2 separate regions of the Mus musculus genome follow, and region 2 is linked to region 1. The links are chromatin contacts, called in public Hi-C maps. All regions are on one chromosome and are shown on one strand. Each heading gives the region's core, a stretch centred on a gene start, on an enhancer-like site or on the middle of the called end of the contact. The rest is flanking DNA. Distances are from core to core; before and after follow the strand shown.

Region 1 (2,917 bases), core at 239-2,738:
CCAGGAGTTATCCAAGAACCCTTTGTGTTAGAGACATCGCCCCAGGAGAGGGCTTTCCTCCTCAGACAAAGCTAAGACCCGACGAGATTAGCTTTGCAGTCACACAGTGGAATCAGAAAGGTTTGAGCAGCAAAGGATAGAAGAGAGTGAACCTGGGCCATCAATTAGGATGGAAGTGTCTTCCAGGATGTCCATCAAGCCCATATGAATGAACTAAGTCATCCTGATTACTATAATAGGGACTCTTCTTGTACCGCCCCATCATTAACGTTGGCCTGGACCCCTCGTCGGGGGCACCCCAAGAATCCTACCACAATGTGAAAGGCTAAGCATTTAGCATAGCAGAACCCAGGGTTCCCTCCTGACTGCATAGCATGCTGGATGTTCCTCACGATTGGTTTCTGCCCCCAAAGAATAAGGTGAACAGAGTCAAGATCTACACACCTTGAACAAACTATTCAGAGTTGTGTCCTCTGAGGAAAGGCAGAGGAAAGAGACCAAGCCACATGTGTGTGACAGTGGCAGGTCAGCATCCACACCCCCTTCCAGGTACGGGACAGGAGGAATGCATTGTTCATGTGCTTGAGGGGGTTAACCCTCAATAACACTTCATAAAAGGCCCTGCGGTTAAGCTGCAGGCCCATGCCGCACAGCGCTAGACTGCCGTGTTCCAGACACTAGCTAATTACAAGGCTAGCCCACCAATGGGAGAAAGCAATCCCCATGCATTCCCATTCCTCAAGGTCTCAGCAGCCTTCCTGGGGAGACTTTCTCTCTCCCAAGACAACCAACCACCCCACTTCAGGAAACAACCACTATTCCAGCCGTGGTGGTTTACGGAGCAGAGCCATGACTGTAATGGCTGTAATTGCCAAAGGCTGATGGAGTTCTTTCTTCACAGCCTCGGGGCCAGCTGCCCTACTTCTCCCTGCCCCGGAGGGTGTCCAAGGACTTCACTGACTGCAGTGTCTTTTTAAGGTGTCCATAGCTCAATTGATGGTGACTGTCGACTTCCTCTTTCCAAGGAAGACAGCAAGAGAACGGACTCCGCGCGCGTTAAATACCTGTCTCTTCCAGAGGGTGGGGCCAAAGGTGAAAGCCAGAAGAGAGAACTAGGGAACCTTGTCCCAAAGCCAGCATGCAAGTGACTTGTCAATCCTAGAATTGTCCCGCTGGGCACTCTGCTTACTCTCAGCTCGCTGGGCCGAGGGACCCCAGTTTCCGTGGCACTGAGTGGCAGAGAGCACAGGCAGGAAAGAGAGTTGAAAGGGTTCAGGACGAAGCCAGGAGGAAGAGAGAGGGGCGGGGGCACTAACGTGTCCAGCAACGTCCCGGGCCCCTTCCGGTCTCAGGGAACCCCCTGCTGGACCCCTTGCAACTACAAGGCTCTCACCTCCCAAGCGGGATTCCCACAACACAGGCTCCAGGACTGACCTCACTCGGCTCCAGGCACCAAAGCTGCCGCTGGGCTCGGGAAAGCAGGAGAGCGGGGAGGAGAGGGAAACACCGCCCGCTGCTGGAGCCCCGCCCACAACTCTTGATCAGGCTTTCTCTGTGGACCATGCTTGTCTTTTCTGAGTTCTGGGCAAAGTACCTCAGCCTAGGTACCTCTCTGCTTTCTTGCCAGGGAGGAGACCTCTATCTCTGCTGCAATGACCTTGTAACTGAGGTAGGAAAGAAAGTAGAGCTGGGGCAGACGGTAGGTATTGGCTATCATGGAGCCCAGCACAGGAGGCAGAGGGCCTGTTGTGATTTTTGTAGCTACCCCTAACTGTCCATCGAGATAACATAGGCCTGCACTGACCCAGGGAAGGCGGCCTAGATCCTATCCTGATGCACTGTACACACGGCCAGCGCAGCAAGTCCTGATCGGGGCAGTTACTTCTGTTCTTGCCTGTGCTCTTTGATCTGTGCCAAATCTTGAAGATATGATGCTGAGGGGTGAAGCTGGCTGTCATTTTGCCCTCTACTACTTGGCTACGCCTTCTATTTTAACTATTGAAGGTGTGTGTGTGTGTGTGTGTGTGTGTGTGTGTGTGTGTGTGTGTACACGCCCACACATGCACATCATTCATCAGGAGCTGTCTATCTTGTTTATTGAGTTATTGAGACAGGATCTCCCACTGGCCTGGAACTCACCAAAAATGCTAAGCTGGTTAACAAGCCCCAGGGATACTGGATGCTCTACCTCCCCAGCACTGGGGTTACAGGCAGGTACCATCACCATGCCTGTGGACTTTACTTGTGTGTTAGGGATTGAACTCTGGTCCTCATGCTTCCACAAGCACTATACCCCCTGCCCCATACTAAATATCTGAAGGTCAGATTTGGATCAGCAAAGGCTACTGCCTGTGACTGAAGGCCAGGGAAGGAAGTTGTGATTTCCCTCAGAGAACGCAAGAGCTTTCCGGCCTGTGAGCCCTTCTGGCTTCACTTCCCTTTTCCTTCCCACCCTCCACCTGCTCCTAGGAGGAGGGGGCGGGGTGTTGTGGGGTTGAGAGTTGATCTGCTTTCTGGAAAGGGACATGCTGAAGGAAAGAAAAGTCAGGAGCCTGCTGCTGCAGGAGTGTTAAAAGGAAGGGATTTGTATAGGAAGGTGGCGAAGTCAGTCGCTTTCTGGGGGTGAAACCCAGTTCAAGGACAGAAGTGTCACAGTCTGCAGTAAGACTGGGGTCGCATGGAGGTTGGGCAAAAGCTGACAGCTGCCTCTTGCAGCTGGGGTGTAATCCCAGGTTGATTCACACTCTCCAGCGTGGCCTGACAGCTAGGTGATATGATCAAGCAGGGCAGGAGAGATAGGTTAAAACAAAGCCCAGCACTTAATTACCAAGGAAGATCTCATTATACAGTCTTCTCAGCTCCCTCCTCGGCTGGCAGCTTGAAGCCCATGTGACAAGTTGCCTCAAGTGGCTCTCGA
Region 2 (3,320 bases), core at 389-2,888, 320 kb before region 1:
GTGATACTTTACCAAGTAACAGATGTGGGTGTATCCTGCTTGGTTGCTCTCCTGGGGTGTTAACTTCCTTTTCTAGGTGACAGATTGCTTCGCATAATAGGAATAATAATGTATGTGAGAACTTACTGTGTGCCAGACAGTGTATAGGCACATACGTAGACCACTGCATCCCTTTAGCCACCCTGTGAGAAACACATCAATCTGCATAAAGTATTGAAACAGGAATATACATCTCATGATGAAGAATGAAGAGATTATACCTGTCAATCAAGACAGTAGTCAATAAATCATATATCATAGTTTATACTCCTTTGAAAAGCTACATATAATCACTAAGGGTTTTTTAAAAAATAATTTAAAATGTGAGTTACAGCTTGCAGTATCTAATATTTAAGCTGTAGCTTTCAGAATACTTGGAGTAACTACTGAATGGGCATTAAGTTTTATTTTGCTGCCTATAGGAAAACAATACTTTATTACGTTGTCACCCTTCCTACAGAGTCACTTGTTAAATGCCAGTGACTGACAAAACTAACTAGTTACTGACAAAACTAACTAGTACTTGCTGCTGCCTGTTTATACTCTGCCTGTAGGACTTGCTCTGTGTACTAACCCTCATTAACCTAGGTAGGCACGCTGCGGTTTCTGTGGACTCGACTGCCGTTCATGAAATGGAAACACATACTATGTCCGGCGCTTCTGTAAAGGCAGTAAATGCAGGTGTTGAAATCCATCATTGGCCATGTTCACGTGATCGCATGAGCAGTCTTGTTGATTGTAAAGCTAACACCAGAAGCCTCGTATACGCCGGGCGCACCATGAGGTTCCGAAGCAGTAGCAGGGATTGTGGGGACGCTGACTATAAAGCACTGGCAGGCAGGCTGTGCAGAGATGACACTGGACATTGGTGTTGCATGTGTTTCATACCAGGCGAGGACAGCTCCTGTACAGCTACTTCTGTACAGTGTTTATATGATTTATCTTTTTATTTATGAAAATAAAAGCCATTTTACTTACATGTTCGCTGGATTTATGTGGTGATTATCTGCTAGTAGATTTGGTGCAGGAAAAATTCTTATACTTTAAATGACAGTTGGGTCTGTTCTTTGCTTCCTGAGTTAATTTCCTTGACACACTTAGTTTATGCTTGTGTTTGTACTGGGACTTAACCACATCTTCATGTGGAAAGCACAGCTTTAATTAGCTCATCCAGCCCATTGTACCAGTTCAACACCATATTCTGTGAGCTGTGGCTAGCCAGGGCTGGGCACCTCCAGGGTGTCCGACAATGACATGCATTATCTACCATGATGTAAACATTGGGAAATGCCCAGAAACAGGCACATAACTGCACACCGTTACTACTGAAGATAAAGGTGCAAGATCATCCCAGGTGACCCGTGGTCCTGAGGAGTGGCAGTGGGTGGCTTACACGGGATTTGTCCCTGTTGTGCATTCTCACTGACTGCTGTGCACACACAGCTCCAGTTCCTTCTATGAGGTTGTGCTCAGCACAGGTTAGACCCCTACACAGCATCGTGAATTGGGAACAGTGGAGGCTGGAAAGGGTTGGATAGTTCCTGTGTAAATTACCCAATGCTGGTTCTTTGCTGTTGTAACCCAATCCATTTGCAAACATGATGGTAAGTACCAAGAGAGTAGTAACAGACTGTTGGTGAGATGCCTTCCTCCTTCAAGTCAGAAGCCAGCATGAGCTTTCTTGGTATAAATAAACTGAAATGATTATAGATAACAAGAAAAATACTAAGATTGTTTAAAAACAGAAAAAACTTGCAAGTTTGTATTTTGTAATTCATTACATAGTTCCTTCCATACTCACTAAATTTAATCGCATGATTCATTAAGTGAATGCTGAGTTCCAGCCATACATCAGGACACGAATGTCACTGGGCAGAAGATGACAGCAGCAAACTAGGAAAAACATCACCTGCTGTGGTTTGAATGAGAATGCCCCCATAGGTTCACTTATGTGATATTTGGTCCCCAGCTGGTGAAACTTTGGGATTAAGGGGTATGGCCTTGTTAGAGGCGGTGTTTCATTGGATACAAGCTTCAGACTTCAAACTGAATCAAGATGTGAGCTCTCAGCTCCTGCCCCAGCGTTCTACCATGTGTTTGCTATGATGTAGATTAACCACCAGGAAGCCTAATTCATATGTTTTCTATAAGTTGCCTTTGGCTGTGATGTTTTGTCACATCAATAGAAAAATAAGCCAGAAGTTAGGACTCTAGAGTGGGCTACTGCTCACACAAACCTAGCCATGTTTGTTGTTTGTTTTGAAGAATGTGGAAGACTTATTTTGAACTATAAAATCAGTTGGACACTGAGCAAAGGTTAGGAGCTCAGAGGACAGTAGTTCTGGGGATAATGGGGACTGGAGGTCTAACTCAGGTTTTAGAGAAGAATATTAGCAATTGGGATAGAAAGCGTTCTCGTGAGATTTTGGCAAAGCATGTGGTTGCTCTCTGCCCTTGTCCTAAGGACATGCCTGAGACTAAACTGAAAGGTTAGATCAAGATTTGGTGGAGGAGAGTCTTCACTGTGACCTGATATTTACTCTGCTGGGTGTGTGATTACTAGAGTTTACTCTTGATGCAGATTTGTGAAAAGCAAGGGAGCAGAAAGAAAGAAAAATATACAGTTTAAGGAGGACCGGAGTCCTCAGGTCAGTCAGCCTTCCACCCATGTAGCCTGTACCTCCTGGGATGTGCAGCCAGGGCAGGACTGCATGCAGCTGTGGGCAAGGAGCATGGGGGTGGGGCTGGAGTCTCAGGCATGGAGTTCAATGACCATCCTCACTCCCTCCGCAGGAGAACGTCAGTCATGTGAGGGTAAAGTGCAGGTGATCACACTTGCTGTGGTTTCAAGACAACATCCAGGTCATGCCCCAACAAGACTGCCATAACAAAAGCACAAGAGGTCAGACCACAGTCCCAGAAGCCATTGTAAGGTTTGACATTGTAAGGCTTTGACTTGAGTGATCCCCTAGAGAGGTTTATACAGGAGTGACAGGACCAAAGAGTTGAACAACTTTGGCTGCTTGTTGTTGTTGTTGCTGTTTTAAGTCTAGACTATATAGGAAGCCTAAGGAGACCTTTACAAATAATACAGGTGTGTAGACCAGGGTGGGACAGTTGAATGGCAGAAATTCTTAGTGTTCTGGAAATATACAAGATAATTTCTTGATATATCTAATATGAGGTTTGGTTAAAGAATCAAGAATGGCCAATACTATAGGGATAGAATTGTCATATATTGAGATAGCAAGACAAGCAGGGTAGATTGTGTTATGTGGTGT

Evidence for each region. A called contact is a pair of places that touch in the nucleus more often than the background predicts.
Region 2: a Hi-C map of bone marrow-derived macrophages shows a contact between it and region 1, with 18 read pairs. The contact joins the promoter of Fam177b here to the promoter of Tlr5 in region 1. A contact is called at or near these places in 3 of 15 datasets of contacts at CTCF or cohesin (CD8 T cells, the NIH/3T3 cell line and large pre-B cells), 1 of 484 Hi-C or Micro-C datasets (bone marrow-derived macrophages), 15 of 115 datasets of contacts at active chromatin or transcription factors (acute myeloid leukemia, bone marrow-derived macrophages, embryonic basal ganglia and 7 more) and 1 of 9 other capture datasets (liver).

Annotation. Positions count from the first base shown.
Region 1 is chr1:182,953,359-182,956,275 of GRCm38.p6, reverse strand. It overlaps Tlr5 (toll-like receptor 5), which reads right to left and starts at 1,488. Exons shown (of 4, transcript NM_016928.3): 1 at 1,394-1,488.
Region 2 is chr1:183,274,050-183,277,369 of GRCm38.p6, reverse strand. It overlaps Fam177b (protein FAM177B), which reads left to right and starts at 1,638. Exons shown (of 6, transcript XM_030244966.1): 1 at 1,638-1,643. The coding sequence starts at 1,638. It overlaps Brox (BRO1 domain and CAAX motif containing), which reads left to right. Exons shown (of 14, transcript NM_027861.4): 14 at 1-1,018.